2 separate regions of the Zea mays genome follow, and region 1 is linked to region 2. Evidence: chromatin contacts called from public Hi-C data. All regions are on one chromosome and are shown on one strand. Each heading gives the region's core, a stretch centred on a gene start, on an enhancer-like site or on the middle of the called end of the contact. The rest is flanking DNA. Distances are from core to core; before and after follow the strand shown. Region 1 holds the start of LOC100280509 (RING finger and CHY zinc finger domain-containing protein 1). Region 2 overlaps LOC100284180 (40S ribosomal protein S24).

Region 1 (3,989 bases), core at 1,068-3,567, 200 kb after region 2:
AAATGAAATGTAAGACACTACAGGCATGAAGCATTACCACATTTTGAACAGTGGAAGAAATTCTCCCTCCCTCCGATTCTGGAAATGTAGCCAAAATTTAAGTATTATTTTCCATACCCTGCATCGAGACCATGTCTACTTGGAAAGTTATCACATACGCACCTACATATTCCACATCCGTTGCAGTGATACTGCTGTTTAGAGACCTAATATCGCAAAAAGAACCTTTAGTAAGGCATACCCCAACGCTTACAAAAAGCAAACACAGGAGATACAATAGCAAGCTCTCTATTACTAACATCATCGTCGAAGAGTTTGCACAAACCACAGAAGTATTTCCCCATGCAAACACCGCAATTGATACATACTTGTCGCACCTGCCAACGGACAAGGAACCATGATGATACAGGTGAAACACATATAATGTCTGGTAAAAGATCATTAGTAAAGGTTCGGTCACACACCTCCTGTTCAGTGCCACACAATGAGCATACAACCTGATGACAGATAAAAGTGAAGATATAGATTAAGTTGAATGCAAAAAGAAGCATGCGAGTGGAAGGGAAGTAGGCCTAGGGGCCAAACTTACCTGCTGCACTTCATGGCGTGGAAGTTCATGCCTCTTCATTTTATCAATTTTAATGGAATTCTGTTAATAGATGTACATACATTATTTTCCAATATTTAAGATGGCTCATAAGTTTAAAAATAATAATGGGCACACACATGCACAAAATAGGACACAAAGATCTTCAAGGGAAGATAACGTATGGAATATATTAAAAAAACATGTCAAATAAGATAAGTAACTATAGATTTTGGACAGAGTTACAGGTTGCGGCAGGTGTGGATGAAATTTTAGCTGCATCAAACTACTAGTCTACAAAAGTACCAACAGTATCTAGAGCAGAAACCAAGAGCTATTCTACCTACTATCATACTTCAAAATTAGCATATCGTGTATGACAATTTGTTTTCAGAATTTTCACTATTGTTAAGGTAACACATCAATGCAAATGGCATCAAGTTAAATCTCATGAAGAAAATTAATTACTGACACCTCAATGAAACAAATAGAAAACTGGATGCAAGATGTCATAACTCAGTATCCTAAGAACTTCTATCCTGCAATGGATGAAAACTCTAAAGTCGGTACCTTAGTTTCATTGTGGCAGTGTCGGCAATCAAAAATTTCATTGCAGCAAGGAGCTCTTATGCGGCATCTCCTTCTATAATGTGGACACCTGCCATTCAAATGTGTTAATTGATACATGAAGTCTATTAAGTAAGTCAATGCTCTAAGCAGATGCCAAATGCATAAGGCAGCCAAAGGAGAAGTGAAACACATACCCATAGTGCATTATCCCTTTCTCAAATTTCTCATAGTCATCAGGGTTTGAACCATTGATCTTGTCTGTATTGTAGTTTCCATCAGACAACAAAGAGCTCTTGGCATATTCCTTTAACTTGGCTTGTCCATGTTGAGCAGAAGCAAAGTCAAGGTGTAGGTCCAAGGCGCCCATCTTGACCTTTGTTCCCAGTACAAGCTATCACGTTGCAAACACAACACAATACCTGCAAGTATCATGTATTTAGCAGGAATGTTCTCAATACAGAATGCAGTTGGGGGGTCCTAAATTCGAGGAAACCACTGCGCACAGTTCTGAATCGCCATATGCTGCCAAAGACCGGCATATTGATAAAAGATGAAAGCAATGCCGGACAGCTCCAACCAGCAAAATCTCGATAACCTGATTGCCCAACAGTCACAGATAGCACTAATTGTCTGGACAGTGAGCTGAGAGAGGAATTATACTACTCGATAGGTATCCATCCAGAGAACTCCGATCAATTTGAACACACCATCCATCTGCACCAAATTTACCGCGTTGTCCACACCATTCTCTGGCAAGAGGAACACATCATAGCATCAAATGCCAGGAAATGGAAGGAAGAAAGAAACATGATTCTTTCGTGACAAGGGTTTCGACGTGTTAGCATGTACCACTCGTGCACGTTGTTATGATCTTAAAGGTTCATTAAGACGTTAGATTTCAAGGAAGCCTACCTCCAGCAGACAGCAGCTTCTTCTTCAAAATCTTTAGTTAATAAGCACTTCTATCCATAAGAGATTTTCAATCCGTTGATTCTTCAATCAAACATACCTTTGAGGGAGCCAGCATGCTTCTCTCACACAGCATCCTAAGATTTTATTTAAGGTTTCACCGTTCAGACCGAAATTTAACCTATCTCTACTTTCCAAGCGAATAGAGATCATCTCATATCACCAGTGGTTATGCAACCTGCATAAGAAAAATGCCCTTCCCGATTCTTTACCAAAGAATACATAAATCAATAGCCTGCAAGTAGTCCACAAACTGTCCCTTCCTGTTCTCATCTGGGTATAGCTGGGGCATATAGCGGAATTCATCGAGAAGATGATGTGTTCCCCCATTACGATGCTAAATTCGAGCGATACTTCTCCTTAATTTAGCAAAAACAAAACCTGTTTTTTTTCTGCTCATTGATGATATATGCAAAGGTCGGCCAACAGAGGAAGTCAATTGATACAGTCATGTTTGGAACCCCTAAATCTAATAGTTAGCCAGCTAACAAATTGTTAGCTGGATTGAGGCAGCTAATGAACTAATTGTTAGCTGCGAGTTAGTTAACAATTAGTTGAGTTATTAGCTAAGAGTGTTGGGCCATAGGTTCAAAACTGGGCCATAGTATTGTGCCACAAGGAGAGATGAAAAGGCAAAATAAGTGTGGTTTTCATGTTTAGCAAATATTTTTTTGACGGAAAATATATGCAGCAATACAGTTGCCAGAGTGTGCTGCTTTCGACAGAACATAGGAGATTACTTCCCCACAGGGAAATGTTAAATTCTAGTCAATCAATAGCAATCATCCTCAGCATCAGAGAAGTACTAGTCAACCATTAACCACGCATACAGCAAGAACACGAACCTAGAAGATTAAACACAAGCAGCAGGATGTTCAATCTCATCACAAATAGGCACCAAAAGCTGTCGGTACAAACCAAACTAATCAAGCACATGCAGTGGTTTCAAAGCAATTAAGGGATTAGACATTAATACAGCTTACACGATAGATGAAACAATCAGTCAGCACAATCAAGTCGAGCAACCAGTCACAAATCTAAACAACCAGACTCACCCACCATCTACGCACTCACGAACAATAGAGACAGTCTCACGTACCTAAGCAGATCAATCAATCGGACAAAACATTGGGCGCATAGAAATCAAAACGGAAACTAGAAAAACCGCGAGGCGTATGACGAACTTCCTATCGCACACGCGACCCCAATCGAGCAGGCGGGGCGACGCGGTGGCCGCCGACCGAGTGGTGCCTGGGTCCTGTAGCGCCTGTGGCCTGAATTTGGGGAAATCGGAAACGAGACGATGTGTATGAAGGTTCGGACTTCGGAGCAGTGACCGCGATTTGGCAGGGAAGGTTGGGAGGAAGATATCTAAACTGCTTCGGGGAGCACACGGTTTCTGGAGGATTCGGGCGGCTGACGTGGGTAGGGCCTAGTGGACCGCGACTGAAAGGCCCTTATCATTGCGACGGTGAGAAGACGACGACGAAAACGCTAACGGGCCCACCAATCATACACTCAATTGACATTTTTAGCAATCAAGCAACGTTGAGGGCTTGTTCGGTTAGCTCTCAATCCATGTGGATTGAGCGGGATTGGATGGGTTTGAATCCTAAACAACTCAAACTTCTTCATAATTTTTTCAATCCCATCCAATCCATGTGTATTGGGAATAACCGAACAAGCCCTGAGGGTGTATTGGGAATAACCGAACAAGCCCTGAGGTGGGCAAAATCCCAAATATCTCACACTTGTGAGAGTGCGTTTTTCATGGTTTCGTGCGTCGTGCCGGGCGGAGCTGTCGCCATTTGGTAGAACAGAGGCCGGAGCGGGTGGATAAGCTCTGTGTTTTTCTAACAATAGC
Region 2 (3,637 bases), core at 105-2,604:
CCAACAACCTTGACTTGAAACATCACCTAAACACAAATTTTATTATTCTTGACCTTCGGCTGGAGACCTCCCCAACAACTGCTTTTTTTTGTAAATGGTTTCATATCGATATGCACTCTTATTTGTAAATGGTACCTGTGATTGAGATCCTGCTAGTAGAAACCAAAGGACATGCAACCTTTATGCCGAAACTACAGTTTTTTTAGTGTGCCTTTCATTCCTGTTCTGAGCTAAGAAACTGTTTTTACCACAATTTTGTCATTGCAATATTTTCATTTACATTACAATAGTCTACTTCAGATACTTGTCTATGATGACAATATCATGATGCAATCTAGTTTCAACGTTGAACAAGAACTGTTTGTGATATAGATATCGTTGGAAGCTCTTTTCCCTTGCTGGTATTCAATAGTAATAGCGTATTAATGCATGCCCGAAATGATATTTTATTGTTGTATTGTAAGTTTTGATTGACATGAACCTGATGGATGTTCACTATACTGCTTTTTTGTGTTCTGTTTTGCCAGAATGGTCTTGCTACTAAGGTTGAGAAGTCCCGCAAGCAAATGAAGGAGCGGAAGAACAGGGCCAAGAAGATCCGTGGTGTCAAGAAGGTGAGTTATCTACATACAATGATACTCCTTACCTGCAGCTCTCTTGTGCAGTTTATAGTGTGGACTTACCGTGTCACTAGTGCTTACATATGCTAATGTAATATACACTTTCTGTCTTTTACAGACCAAAGCTGGTGACGCCAAGAAGAAGTAAACGTTCGTTTACATTTGTATTACTGTTCTGGGCTCTGGGTGGTCTAGCTGCAATGTCATAATTATGGTCGTGTTAGGTTTTGTTCCACCCTTGGCACTGAAGTGATTTTTTTTGTAATTCCTCGGCACTGAAGTGAAGTTTTGTCTGAATATTGCCTCGTAACATAATTGCCCGGTCCCTGTTCTAGTTGTGGCGCAGTCTGGTTTGTTTTGACATTTGTTTTCAAGGTTCATCCTTATTTGCATTGCATTTGTTTATGGCTTGACGTTAACATTTGGAACAAGTATTTGTCACCGCTCATGTCGATGGTGTAAAACATGATAGTTATGTTGTCTTCCCTGGGCTGTGTAAAATAAGGGATTTGCAATATGACATTATTTGCAGAGTGAAGTTTGAAATAAGAGATAGGGAAGCTGACGAAGATAGCCTTACAAGTCTTATTGGTATCTAATACTCGGTGGACTGGATCTACGTCGCCTCGCCGCCTACTCCTCGTAGATCTAGTTGCCGGTGGACTGGATCTATGTCGCCGCCTACTCGCCTCTCCTTGGTCCGCCCCCCTTGGCTGCCTTCTCGTCTCTTCTATAAGGTCCTCTGGCTCTGTCCTACGTCCCTCTATAGATATAGTCCTCCACCGACCACTGTGCCGGTGTGTTTGTGCCCGTTTGGCCATCTACACGTGTAAGTTTTGAGGATTTTGGCTCTGTTTTTTTATGTTCTTTGCTCTAGATCTTTGCATCTTCTCTGACTCTGGATTTACTCGTGTTGCACGTTTGTCATGTGTTGTTGCCGGCGTAACCGGTGCTCCGGCCTAGGTAAACAAGTAACCTTGATCTTGCTCTCTAACCCTAAGTTGCTTTTTCTCTAAATCTTGCTCTAAACCCTATTCTTTTGGATTTTGTAGACCTAGCCGTGAGAAACTGGTGCGCCGGTGATGGAGAGTCAACATGATGCGACCTTCGTCAACCATGAGCTCGTCATAGATAGGTTTTTAATGAGACATCCATTGCATTAGCTCAGTTAATCTATATATATCATCTGTTGTGACAGTGTGTGATGATGCCTGTGCAAGTGTAACACAAGCTGTGTTTTCTGTTCTTGTCGTGTCTAATGGCCCAGCGTGCCAAACGGGTCAGCCTGTCAGCACGACCCGCTTAATCTTTAACCGGGTCGTGCTCGTGTCTTTGGCTGAGCACGTCCAGTGGCACGACACGACAGTACGACACAACTAAGTAATCGTGCCTGCTGTGCCGTGCTACGATCGTGCTCGGGCCGGGTCATGCAGTGCCACCCTTTTGGCCATCTATACTCTGATCCGCTCGAGTAGGGATCCATGGCGAGGAAGCTCATCAGCGACAACAAGAAGAGAAAAGGGTCTCAAGAACATGATCCCTCTGTCCGAGTTCGAGGATAGGCTTTGAGTTGCCCGTTTTTTATACATGTTATCGTGCTAATTAGATCTGCGTTTTGTTATGTTTGCTGCATGCTAATTTTGTTCTTCGTTCAATAGGAAACTTTTAGTTGTATAAGAGCAGTTGTGCTAAAGTTAATGAAATATGTCGGGTGTGAAATAGTTTGTTCATTTCACCTTCTTAGAACTCTTGATATCAGTTGATTGTCAGATGTGAAATATAGCTCTTTTTTAGGGCACCTTCTTACAGGATATCAGTTGATTGTTCGTTTTGCTTAGCATAAACAGACCCCGCCAATTTTAAAATCGAAAATGCTATACGTCCGACCAGTGTGTACGACCTTTGTCAAGCAAATTCTAAAGGTCCAAACACAACTGTTGAATAAAAATTCCCTACAAAATATCCAAATAACTTTGAACCAAATTTTCTATAGCTGAATAGGCATTGTAGGTTTTCTCTTCGTCGGATACACAACAGAGGCGTTATATTAAGGAAAAGAAGAAAGGGAGTCTTAAGTGACGTGTACAACCCCTTAAAAATGGGCACTGCAGGAGCACAGGCCTGACAGAAAAAAGAATGTGGCAGTTGAATGTTATAACCGTTATAGACAAATATCCACTGGAGCAATTGTATACCTGCTATACCTTCAGAATCTGAAGGAACTACAAGCAGAAATTAATCATCCACGGCCTGGAGACGTTGAGAATAGGAGGCTGACAAGAGCGCCGCTCCAGTGCCTGAGCCATCTTCGGCAAGTTTTATCACTAAAGAGGACGCCACTCCCTCCCCAAGCAAGTCTCTAAGAGTGCTCTCCATGCACTGGGCGAAGAAAGTATAATGCTTGTAAACTCCGCCATCCACAGCAATCACCGTCTTTTGTTTGTCTGGGCTGGCAACGTCTCGCCCAAGCTTTTTGAGGATGCCGTGTATCCCAGCAGCAGCAAGTCGTGCAGCGCGACTGGCAACAACCTCGCAGACATCCACTACCAATTTCCTTGTTTTGAAACAGGTGTCTTCTATCTGAAAACCAAACAAGAAAATGTGTTTTGTAGGGACTGAACAAGTGGTAGAATAATTTAACATTAAGACTGAAAGATGAATACCCTGAAGACTTCTTTCAGCTTGTTGCCAACCGTTCTGAGATCAGGCGATGTGTCTTGATGCATCATCAGCACGTGATATGTTCTAGAATTCAATACATATTCACCCTTTTAGTTAGCAGCAGTAGTGTGAAAAATGAGAGAATACGTACTCACATTTAGTTTGAAAAACTGTCAAGACATGTTATAATACAGGCTAGATGAAAACCTAGAAAATTAAAGCTCAAATATTTGAGAAAAATGTTCACCATCTTATTCAGTTCAATCAACTTGCAAGATAATGCTTGCTGCTGCTTATTAGAATCCCGTTTAGGGTTTTGGGGTTAGCCTCTTGTAATTATCTTCATACCCTGTGTA

The links. A called contact is a pair of places that touch in the nucleus more often than the background predicts.
Region 1: a Hi-C map of ear shows a contact between it and region 2, with 2.2 times the contacts expected there. The contact joins the promoter of LOC100280509 here to the enhancer-like site in region 2. A contact is called at or near these places in 2 of 25 Hi-C or Micro-C datasets (ear and tassel).

Annotation. Positions count from the first base shown.
Region 1 is chr3:207,255,762-207,259,750 of Zm-B73-REFERENCE-NAM-5.0, forward strand. LOC100280509 (RING finger and CHY zinc finger domain-containing protein 1) reads right to left here and starts at 2,318. Exons shown (of 12, transcript NM_001153429.2): 1 at 2,069-2,318; 2 at 1,351-1,905; 3 at 1,157-1,244; 4 at 590-649; 5 at 465-497; 6 at 300-377; 7 at 163-206; 8 at 38-78. The coding sequence starts at 1,523.
Region 2 is chr3:207,053,892-207,057,528 of Zm-B73-REFERENCE-NAM-5.0, forward strand. It overlaps LOC100284180 (40S ribosomal protein S24), which reads left to right. Exons shown (of 5, transcript NM_001157076.2): 4 at 528-614; 5 at 739-1,102. The coding sequence ends at 768. LOC100279587 (hexokinase6) reads right to left here. Exons shown (of 9, transcript NM_001152584.2): 8 at 3,284-3,365; 9 at 2,591-3,200. The coding sequence ends at 2,856. Among protein-coding and RNA genes, the nearest start is that of LOC100284180, 5.9 kb to the left of the region's middle. Within about 2 kb of position 1,355, at least 11 of the 20 cell types and tissues checked have an H3K27ac peak or open chromatin away from gene starts, as enhancers often do. A contact at or near this core is called in ear and tassel, where this site is marked.